Regions from separate parts of the Mus musculus genome. Here regions 1 and 2 are each linked to region 3. Evidence: chromatin contacts called from public Hi-C and HiChIP or PLAC-seq data. All regions are on one chromosome and are shown on one strand. Each heading gives the region's core, a stretch centred on a gene start, on an enhancer-like site or on the middle of the called end of the contact. The rest is flanking DNA. Distances are from core to core; before and after follow the strand shown. Region 1 has its middle 12 kb from the start of Gm35620. Region 2 holds the start of Ubl3 (ubiquitin-like 3). Region 3 overlaps Gm15411 (a long non-coding RNA gene).

Evidence for each region. A called contact is a pair of places that touch in the nucleus more often than the background predicts. HiChIP or PLAC-seq counts read pairs in DNA pulled down with a chosen protein or histone mark.
Region 1: a contact with region 3 is called in an H3K27ac HiChIP or PLAC-seq map of T-cell acute lymphoblastic leukemia, with 2.8 times the contacts expected there. The contact joins two enhancer-like sites. A contact is called at or near these places in 5 of 39 promoter capture datasets (the C10 cell line, cranial neural crest, frontonasal cranial neural crest and 2 more), 2 of 15 datasets of contacts at CTCF or cohesin (the NIH/3T3 cell line and large pre-B cells), 2 of 484 Hi-C or Micro-C datasets (bone marrow-derived macrophages and cortical neurons), 12 of 115 datasets of contacts at active chromatin or transcription factors (the NIH/3T3 cell line, the SCID.adh cell line, T-cell acute lymphoblastic leukemia and 9 more) and 2 of 9 other capture datasets (adipose tissue and liver).
Region 2: a contact with region 3 is called in a Hi-C map of CD8 T cells, with 4 times the contacts expected there. The contact joins the promoter of Ubl3 here to the enhancer-like site in region 3. A contact is called at or near these places in 3 of 39 promoter capture datasets (the C10 cell line, cranial neural crest and liver), 1 of 484 Hi-C or Micro-C datasets (CD8 T cells) and 1 of 115 datasets of contacts at active chromatin or transcription factors (the SCID.adh cell line).

What each region holds. Positions count from the first base shown.
Region 1 is chr5:149,333,034-149,336,404 of GRCm38.p6, reverse strand. No RefSeq gene overlaps it. Among named protein-coding and RNA genes, the nearest start is that of Gm35620, 12 kb to the right of the region's middle. Within about 2 kb of position 1,739, at least 50 of the 459 cell types and tissues checked have an H3K27ac peak or open chromatin away from gene starts, as enhancers often do. A contact at or near this core is called in the SCID.adh cell line, T-cell acute lymphoblastic leukemia, double positive thymocytes and 1 more, where this site is marked.
Region 2 is chr5:148,551,181-148,554,927 of GRCm38.p6, reverse strand. Ubl3 (ubiquitin-like 3) reads left to right here and starts at 2,140. Exons shown (of 5, transcript NM_011908.2): 1 at 2,140-2,975. The coding sequence starts at 2,949.
Region 3 is chr5:148,976,961-148,980,474 of GRCm38.p6, reverse strand. All of the region lies in intron 4 of Gm15411 (a long non-coding RNA gene), which reads left to right. Among named protein-coding and RNA genes, the nearest start is that of 5930430L01Rik, 16 kb to the left of the region's middle. Within about 2 kb of position 1,799, at least 138 of the 459 cell types and tissues checked have an H3K27ac peak or open chromatin away from gene starts, as enhancers often do. A contact at or near this core is called in CD8 T cells, the SCID.adh cell line, T-cell acute lymphoblastic leukemia and 3 more, where this site is marked.

The sequences.
Region 1 (3,371 bases), core at 490-2,989, 360 kb before region 3:
AGGGAAAAGATCATGACAGGAGCCTGCAGAGCAGAAGTGGACTGTAGGCAAAGCAGCATCAAGGGGATCGAGGCCAGAAGAGGCAACGCAGGGACTATGAGATCATGAGGACACCACATGGCAGTTTGTAACCTACCAATTACCTGAGTTTCTTGCCTAAATGTGCCTCATTCACATAGACCCTAAAAACCATCCTCACAGAACGATTAGTCGGGCTGGACACAGAGAACAGAGATGCCCCAGCTCCCTAATTAACCTTTTTGCTCCAGTACTGGACATGCCCTCAGGTCATTAGAGCGGCAAGAGAGCCGCATGTGGGTATTCTGGGAGTGGCCACTAGATGGCGCATCCGCCCTGCCAACCCCGGAGCACTGTGTGATGGAGCCTTACCCTTTAATGAGCAAGCTGCTCCCTAAGGACCTCAAGGCAGGGAAAGCCGCAGCCTCCCACCAAATGTTTCAGGTTTGCTTATCCTCAAGCGTGAGAACATTTCCCCAGCACCACCTGGCAAAGTAAGAGCCAGCCGGATACAGAGGGACTTTGGCACACAGATAAACCACCCACCCTGCTGCCCTCCCGGCTATATGTGGATCTTGCTATGGGTCTCAAGTTTACGTAGATCAGAGATGCTGGAGGTTTAAGCAGGAGTGGTGTGAAGGGCTAGGGCGATGCTCGGCGGTAGTGAGTATCCCGCCTGGTCCTGGGTGTGCTGCCCCCAGAACCGACAAGAAGAAAGGAGATGCCATCGCTATGCCGCTACTCAGCACATGGCCAGCCAAACTCCTCCGGTGGTGGCTTCGTTTCTCAGTCTCACATGGAGGCTCACACTTGTCAAAATGTGAGTTATGTGAACAGAATAAAAAGGGAGAGAGACAGCTCTTCTTTTCTTGGTCCATAAAGCAGATTCTGAAAGGTTTGCACCTCCTCCATAGGACCCAAGTTCAATTCCCATCACCGGCATGTTAGCTCAAAACCATCTGTAACTACAGTCCCAGGAGATCTAGTGCCTTCTTCTGGCCTCTGTGGACACTGCACGTAGGCGGTGCAGACACCATACACCACATCCGCAGGCCAAACATCCACACGCATAAAATAAGACAATAAAGTAAAAATAGAACCATGTGCCTTATACAGGGTGTTCGGGAACAGACTGAGCTGGGCCCACGGTTGTATCTCAGAGCTACGGGAGGCCGCAGCAGATGCAGGATGCTATTAGGATTGTGGCTTTCCTACGTTACACAGATGGTGGAGGGGGCCTGCAGGAGAGAGGCCTGTTTCCTGGCCTCCAAAAATACTGCTCTCCTGAGCAACCGATCTCCCTTTATATCACTTGCTCATCCGTTTCCCTTGTTCCGATAGCTCCCAGGGCTGGTGGCCCACTGGAAGGACATGTCTGAGTCCACACGTGGATCTTCCATTACCGGTACCCCCTCCCGGCTCCTGCTGTGAAACACAGGCCCTTCCTTTTTACTGTACTTTCAACTTCTGTTGTGCGTCCCTTTAATAAGCTACCTCAAGTCCTTTCCAGAACAGAACAGAACATACACAAAGCAAAAGAGGCTCTGGAGACCTTTTCTCTGTGTCCTTAGGTTACCTCCCCAGGAAAAAAATTTCTAAATTTTCTGCCAGACTTCCCAAGCGGTGACATTTTCTATAACGCCTCTCCTAAGAGTTGCCGCTCATTTGGGCGGCTCCGAGTGGTGAGGTCTTCTACACAGTTTGAATTTTGCGTGTGATACACAGAGCCCTCATTTCCTGATTTTCAAAAGGCAGGATGTGTCTTCTAATTTCCCTCGGAGGATTTAGGTAGCTGGCTGGGGAGAAGAGATTCACACGTTTAAATTTGGTGCATCGGGAGGTTTAAGTAGCCGTGTGACAGTTTGGATCTTAATTGACTCACAAAAACTCTTATGTAAAAGGCATGGCTGCTAGGCTTGGGTCTGTCTGTGGAGAGATGCTGATCTACTGAGTCTGGTGGGAGGAAGTGAGGTCACCGGAGGTGTGTCCTAGAGCAGAAGACTGAGGCTGCAGCCACTCCCAACCCTCTCTTCTTTCCTTCCTGGCTACAGTAGGCAGCCTTCTCTCTCTCTCTCTCTCTCTCTCTCTCTCTCTCTCTCTCTCTCTCTCTCTCTCTCTCTCTCTCTGGAGCTAAGAGTTCTACATCTTGAGCCAAAGGCGGTCAGATCCCATACTGGGCAGAGCCTGAGTAAAGGAGACCTCAAAGCCCGCCTACACAGTGATGTACCTCCTCCAACAAGGCCACACCTCTTCCAATAAGGCCACACCTCCTAATAGGGCCACTCCCCATGGCCAAGTGTCCAAACACATGACTATAGGGGTCAAACCTATTCAAACCACCACACTCATGTATCCCTGCCCCACTCCCTGTGTTTTTTCAAATATTAAGCTGTTGCTTCAAACACTAAGATAGACCTAAATTCCTGCAGACTTCCTAAATGGGCTAGAGAGAGATGGCTTAGCAGTTAAAAGCACTGGGTGCTCTTTGCAGAGGACCAGGGTTCAGTTCCTGGTACCCACATGGCCGTTCAATCATCCATAACACCAGTTCCAGAGGCCACTTTTGAACTCTGAGAGCTTCAGGCATGCACGTGGTACTGAAGAGGTCAGCTCAGAAACTTTGGAAAATTCCACCTGCCCCCTCTCCTCCTGGAAGAGAACCCCTTCAGAAGGGGACAAGATGTGCACAGTCGATACTTCTCCTTCAGGTGTAGAACGACCCCAACACTTTGGAAAAATAAATTCCTCTTGCTTTTTGCATCGATTCCCGGTGGTTTCATGTTGTTCACTCAGGGAGTCCCTGGTAAGCTAAGGCTCGCCAGAGTCTTACACTACCTATAAATACGCACTCAAGAGCAAAAAAAAAGAGGAAGAAAATCTTTCAACTCCTGAATTCCAAAGATTCGGCCTCAAAATCCAGACATGGCCTTTTGCCAGTACTGTTTGTTGAATGACTACATGAGTTAGTTGAGCCAACACAAATGCTGGGAAGGATGAATAGAGCCATTGAGTCAGCCAGTGTCTGTTCCAAAGCTATGTCCCCAAGCAGAAGTGACCAACTATCAAAGAGACGAGGATTTGTAGAATGGAAGCTGGAGTCTTCCCAGGGAACAAAGGATTGGGTAAGTACTGGCTGATCTCTGGGGAAATGGCAGGTGTTTGCCTGCATCTGTCTGTCTGTTTGTCTGTCTGTCTGTCTGTCTGTCTGTGGGGAAAGCATCTTGATAGATCCACAGCCCTAGTGGGCCTTAAACTCAAAATTTTCCTGCCTCACCCTCCTGAGCAGCGATTGCACATGTGCACCACACTAAGTTTGAAGGACGAAGACTCAGAAAATAAAGACTGTTATAGGG
Region 2 (3,747 bases), core at 891-3,390, 430 kb after region 3:
GACGCCTTCGCGGCAGAGTTAGCTCTTTGATTTCTTGTGAGGTTAGTTTTTCCATATCAAAACTGCTGTGTCATCCACTGCCTCCCGGGTGATGCTGACAATAGATTCGAGGACGGATGGTGTCACCCTTCCCTGCTGTGCCCCGGCAGGCTCCTCTCTGCAGCCCCTCACTTCACGCTCCACAGTAAAGGCAGCACGGCAGAGAAATCCGTTTGTGTTCTGCAGTGCTCCTTCATGCCTGAATTATGTCAGGAGAGGGTTCCAACGAGTTTTGTGGATAATAACATCTCAGCCTGTCTTATTTGAGTAGTTAGAAATGCAACCAGGTGCAGCAAGCTTACTTTTAAAAGGCGCGGCCTTATACAGAAGGGGCAGTGGCAGACAGCATCCCGTAGAAGACATGCTGTGTGATTTTGGGCTCAAAGTAGGGGTCATTACATCCCTGGCAATGGGGCTGGCGGACAGCTTTCCTTCGTTCTGCCAACTTCTGCTTCTTGCCTTTCAACAGCACTTAGGTCTGTCAGAGCCATGGTGGGTGGTGGGGAGGGGGAAGGAGGCTGAGGAGAGTAGGCGTGGCATGGGAAAGGGGGCTGAGAGTAGGTGTGGCATGGGGAATTAACGTGGTAAACATCTTTAAATGGTAATGCAGTACTCCTTCAGAATCTGTTGGTGGACTGAAAAGCTTCAGTTGTTTGGATTTCCAGAAGGGTTCATGGTGGGGAAGGGTTCTGTGCTTATTAAACACACACGGAGAGAAACTACATTAAGAGTAGAAAACCATGGAACCCACAGATGCTGAAATAGGGAAGCCACATTGGGGTGAGCCTGGGCCTCTGTTTTCCTCTACGTTTGGATTCTTAGGGAGTTGGGTCTGTGATGTAGGCTCCTAGGAGTGTATGGAATGCCTTCAGCCAGGCCGCCACTCAAGAGACAAGTAGGTCCTCTGAAGTGTCCCGTGAGTTCCCGTCCGATGAGGGAACACGTGACTGGGGAGATGGTTCTGGGGAATGACGCAGGCTCCTAGACAACAGGGACTGCATAGCTCACGTCTGAACTCTCAGTGGCCGCAGAGCCTGTGGTGCACCTGTGCGTCGAGAGAGAAAGAGGATGAGTAGCCACCGTTCACGTCAGAAGATGTGCTGTTATTTACAAAACGATGTATGTGCCATGCATGAAATCATCCTTAACAGCACCCAGACTTTAGCCCTGGAAGGTAGGCAAGGCTGCCTTTAGGTGAGGTCACAACTGTAGGTGGGTGTAATAGTATCGTGTGGAGACTGCCCTTCCGAAAGGTCTGAGATATGAATAAGGCTCAACTGAATACTTGTGGTTTCTGTATTCTGATCCTAGATCCGTGGTAGACATTATTTTTTCACCTAAATATTCTAGCATCGGCATTATATTATGCTGTTTTAAATTCACAATACAATTACGTCACCGGGTCAAACAGGGGCTAGGCTGGGAAGTGGTGAATCTACATGTAGTCTCCACTACCACTATATAGTTTCTGGTCATTTCAATTAAGCGGATTGCAGCTTTATGGCCCTAGGACTTCAGGAAACGTGTGTTCAGACATTGCCTCTGCTTCACAAGAGTCTTGTTTCTGTTGAACTTCCACGGCCTTATTGGAAATCAATGATTGTTTCTGATCTTCAAACTGTCATGTTGAGGAGACCTAAAGATTAACTCACTCAATAAAATGGTTTGAGATTGCAGGATGTGGAGAACTTGCAATGATTAAAACACATGCTTCTGCACCACGGTGTGTCCTATTTTAACTGTGTCTACACAGTGCGCGAGGGAATTTCTCCGTGCAAGTTGTTTTCCTCCAACAATCCGCGTGATCATGGCATTTCTGGACACAGGTAGGGACTGACTCCAGAGCAAGAGCCTCTAAACTGAACCGAGACAAGGGCGCTATCCTTTCCTAGCAACTGTTGCTATGCGGGGGCGTGGCATCGATGCGGGCAAGGACGCCCCGGAGGCCCCTTCCCCTCACCTGCACAAACTACATTTCCCATGATGCTCCGAGAGGGCTCCGTTGTGACGAACGGAACAAGCGCAGACGGGGGCGGGGGAGGTGGGGGGCGCTATTCCCAAGTCGGCTCTCGGGCACCAGCAGGGGCCACCGCCGCCATGTTGGGCTGAGGCGATGACAGGAGGCGGCCGGGGCGTGTGGGATTGAGAAGTGGAGGAGGAGGCGGAGAGTCAGGGCTCTGAGGGGGAGCTGTTCCCAAGCTAAGGGAGGAGCCCCCGGAAGACGCTGCGGAAGGCAGGCAGCGAGGCGGAGGCGGCCGGAGCCCAGACGCGATGCGGCCCGACCGGCGCGGCTGCGCTGAGGCGCCCGCGGCCTGAGCCCCCCCGGCGCTGCGCTCGGTTCGGCTCGGCCCAGTTCGGCTCGGCTCGGCTCGGCGGCTGGCGAGGTCGATGCCCTTGAGCGCGGCTGCGCGCAGCCCGGCTGTGCGGCCCCGCGGCGCGCGCTGAGCTTCTCGGCGGCCCCGGCCGCTTTCAGCTCGGCGCTCGATGTGTAGCCACATAGTTATCTGTACACTTCGTCGCCGGGGCTTTAATGAGGACCTGAGTCGCGAGCGCGTGTGAATCACCGCCTGGGCCGGGGAAAGAGGACGGCGCATTTAACCCCCTCCCACCCCGCTCCATGTCCGTGTGTCACTCGGCTCTGTCCACCTGGCGCGGCGGGTCCTGGAGCTGCTACTGCTGCTGACGATCGGCTCCCCTCGCGCCTCTCGCCCCAGAAGCTCTTGTGCTCCCACGTAACTTCTACTTTTTTTTTTAATTTTTATTTTTTTTTTCATTTTTGGGAAAAGCTCAGCACAAACCGATCAGAATTGTGAAGGTTCTTTTTTATTTTTTCCGTAGTTCCAGCACTTCTGCTCTTGCTTTTTGTTTTGTTTTCTGCGTAAACCTCTGGCCCACTCTCAAAAGGCAAGATGTCCAGTCATGTCCCGGCGGATATGGTAAGTGAACGATAAGTTCCGACGTTCGGATTGTAGTGTGGTTTCCAATCTTATTTAATCGGAAGACGACGCTGGCGTCGGGGCGAAGGTTTCTGGGGCCCGGCGGGGGTGAGAAATGGGGGGCACTTCTGGAAAAGCCAATCTACTTGGCTTTGGAGAAGTTGGCTCTTCTGCCCCCCTCCCCCCTTTTCTTTTAGGAAGCACTGGTTTTTGGTGTGGTTTTGCAGCTTTTTCTTTCTTTTTTTCTTCTTCTTTTTTTTAAAACCACTGGGAGTCACTGGTTCGGTTGTGTTTCCTAAGTCGCCGGAGGCAGGGAAATGCAGTGGAAGCGGAGGAAATTCCTTCCCGATTGCTAGAAGGCTTTCAAGGCTTGGATTTAAACGCTTCGGGAAAACGTCAAGGGCTGTGTGGACACGGCCGGGGACGGGCGGCGAGCTGGATACCTAGGGTAGGAAGAGGCTGTCTGGCTCAGTGACAGACAAGATCGTTCAGACGTAGGTGCACACTTGATACATTTCAGGGGCAGCGGCGCACCTCTTTGGAAAAAGTCTTGCTGTGAGCCCTTCGAAACGTCTAGCTGAACGAACAGCTATGACAACCGGAGCTATTTAAATGTTTTTCAATTCTAGGTTTATGGCGTAAAGCGTCCTTTTTAAAATATAGATATTCCAAGGTTTCTTGGTACCAAGTAATTAACAGTTTTGCATTTTAGGTTTTTGTTTGTCTATTGTTTGTTTTAAGCCAGTTAAGCATGTTTATTGAGCCTGGATCA
Region 3 (3,514 bases), core at 550-3,049:
TTTTATATTTAATTAAAAATTTAATAACAGGAGGCCATTTGAGCTCACTTATTTATTTTTGAATTATGATAGCCTGCTGGAGACTGGATGGACAAGGGTCCTAGTTTCCTGTCCCCAGGAAAGTGGTCAGTATTCAGACACAATGCCAGGCACAATCCTCAGGCTTCTGAAATATTTAGCGTTGTATTTTGTGGGAAGTCGAGATTAAGAGAACGGGGGGTGGGGGGGAAGTGTATTGTCGAGTTGTTCTGGGGCTAGGAAGCTGGCTTAGTGGTTAGAGCACTTGATGCTCTTGTAGAGAACCTGAGTTCAGTTCCCAGCACCGAAGTCAGTCAGCTTACAATTGCTGGTAACCACCTCTAGGGGATCTGCATTTCCAAGCACAGACTAACACAGGGACTGACACACATATACAAAATTTAAAATAATTTTATAAATTAAATCGTCCCGGGAGTCAGTAAGATGGCTTGTTGGGTCAAAGCATTTGCCTACTGAACAGAGTTCAACTTCTGGAATCCACATGGTAGAGAGAAGTGAGTGATTCATGCAACTTGCCCCTCAGCCCCCAACATGCATGCTGTAGCAGAAACACCCTCCCTCTCCAAAATAAATATATAAAAGTAAAGAGTTCTGAGCAGTCATTGCTCCTTTACCTCTCTGTATGTCGCCCCCATGACTACTGCATCTATAGAAACAAATAGAAAATGAGAACGTTCCAGCAGAACTTTTCTCTGACTTGAGTAACCTTGAAAGGAAGCTAGTTTCTGAATTTGACGGAGAATATCTCTACCACGCAAGGTATCACAGACTTCAGTCCCAGCAGCTGGAGATGTTGAGGGCTATACAGTGAGACCCTGGAGCAGTGAGAGAAAGAGGGACAGAGACAGACAGACAGACAGACAGACAGATAGACACACACACACACACACACACACACACAGAGAGAGAGGAGAGGAGAGACAGACAGACAGAAGACAGACAGACAGAGGGGAGGGGAGGGGAGGGAACAGGAAAGGAAAGGTGATAGAGAGACAGAGCGAAATTGAGAAACAAAAACAGAGACAGAGGCAAAGATGGGGGTGGGGGAGGAGAAGGGAAGGGAGAGGAGAAAGGAAAGGCCCATCCCTGTAGTCCTAGCACACAAGAGGGCAGCAAGTTCAAAGCCAACCTGGGTTACACATAGTCTCAGAATAATATACATGATAAATGATATCATTTATATAAGATATATGTTAAATTTTGAGGTAGAAATTAATTATAAAGAACCCCGAGTGCACTAAAAGTCTACAGCCATGCATTTTAGAAAATCAGTGGATTGGAAGAAGAGGGGGGCTCGGGGAGATCGGGACTGACGACTTGGGTGTCTTTTATATTACTGGGCTGCAGAGCACACATTTGTTTAGGCTTGCGAGCCTGTGCATCTTACACCAAAGACTGATGTCTCAAAGAAGCTCCAGGTAGCAGGTGCGATGTTCGTGCCAGCCTGCTGTGGGCTGCAGCATGGTGATCTTCCCTGCCAGCCTACCTTCCAATGCTCACTTCCTGAAAGCAAAGACTTTGATACTGGATTCCCAAATGTGTCATGAAGTCTCTCCAAACACAAAACCATGCACTCCCGCTTTTAAAAATAATAGCCCGGATGGCTTGTCTGTGTGGCGGGTCTAACAGGCATTCACGAATAAGCGATGTCCAAACAGGGACGTCAGAACAGAACCTGCCAGTCCAGAGCTTGGTGTGCAACGAGGGCAGGAATTACTGCAGAGAACTGAAGGCCTGGTTAACCTGCAACCACACAGAACACGAGGCAAAGGCGTGTGTGTGGCTCAGTGCTCTGTGGTGTACTTGGAACTACATAGCTGAGGGATTAGAGGTTGTTTGCTTGCTCGGTGCAAAGCAAGAGGCTTAGAGGAACTTCAATGACAACCGAAAGTTGACTCCTGTAACCGACTGTCTATGCTTGACAAGCCCAGTAAGTTGATAACCTTTTAGAGCTAAAAGGTCCCAGAGTCTCACTAAGCACCGGCCTGTAACATTCCTGCCTAAGCCCGCTGCTGTTTGGCACCATGGAACCTAAATAAAGGAAAACTTTTCCTGCCCAAGTATTTTTTTTTTTCCGGGCATTGATTACCTCTTGAGGCGTCCCCAGGGGTTGCAGCTGTTGTTTCCCACGGTTCCTAGGGTTGTAACTATAGAGGCATAACGTGGCAGTTACAACACATGGCCCAGGAAACTGTCACATACTGACAAGCTTCTTGCCACGGGATCTTTTTTAGCTGATGGCGCCATTGCTTGTCTGCAGCCACCCTCTCTGCAAGAATACCTCTGTTATATACTCAGAGCACAAGAGAGGTGCATGCCGACACTAAGGCTTCCCCAGGCCTCTCTCTGCAATACTGCCCTTAACAGAGTAGCTGGGCCAGGTCCTAACTGGTGGAATTTTGTATTTGCTTATTATTATGGAAGGGGCTATTTTTAAGTGTGAGACACTTCCTATCTTTGAGTTAACTCAAACCCATTTCCTACGAACAAAGCAGGCAACGGGGCTGCTAGGATTCAGAGGCTCGCTCAGATTACAGTCTGAAAGTCCCCTGGATGACACAAAGAGGGTGGCCTTGCAGGAAGGCTGGGGTTTATGACAAGAGGATTTCCTGAGCTCTGCTAACATCTGTTCCTCGGGAAGCCTGGCTTCTAGGAGAGGGGATTTGGGTTGAGCTCTGCCCTTGGGGTGGAGGGCGTGTAAGACAGAGACAGTTAGAGCTGCCTGCTCTGCCAGATTCTATTTCCTGTTGTTAAGCAGGTTCTTGTCAGGGGCTTGTGAGGTGCTGATGAGGAATTCTGCTGACCTTCCCTGTGCCATCTTGCCCCATCCCTCCTGCGACCTTTCTCCTTCCTTCCTTCCTTCCTTCCTTCCTTCCTTCCTTCCTTCCTTCCTTTTTTCCTTTCTCTCTTCTCCTCCTCCTCCTTCTCCTTCCTTCTCCTTCTCCCGCTCCTCCTCCTCCTCCTCCTCCTCCTCCTCCTCCTCCTCCACCTCTTCTTTTTGCCAAGACAGGTTCTCTCTATGCAGCTCTGCTTGTACTGGAATTCACTATGTGGACCAGGCTGGCCTCAAACTCAAGGAGATCCCTTTATCTCCCAAGTCCTGGAATTAAAGGTATATATATATATATGGCACTACATCCTGCTGTCTAGTACTTTGTCTTAACCCATTGATGCCCATAAGCAGTCCTGTATGCCAGGTTCTATTGGTCTGCTCATGTGCCCAAAGTCATTCATCTTCTACGGGTCACCCCTGGGTTAACACTCGTGTTGTTGCTCATGATGACAAACCGAGACGGATCAGGTTTGTAGGTGGCACTTGGTCAGGAAGTACCCCATGCATATCAGAGTGTAAAGCAGATGTTGCCCAGGCCGGAAACACGGTGTCAGCTGGGTTAGCTACACTGAGCCACAGGTGGCCCTTTAATGTGGCCTGATACTGCAGTTGTGCCTGGAGCTTTGTGGCTTCCACAGAAGA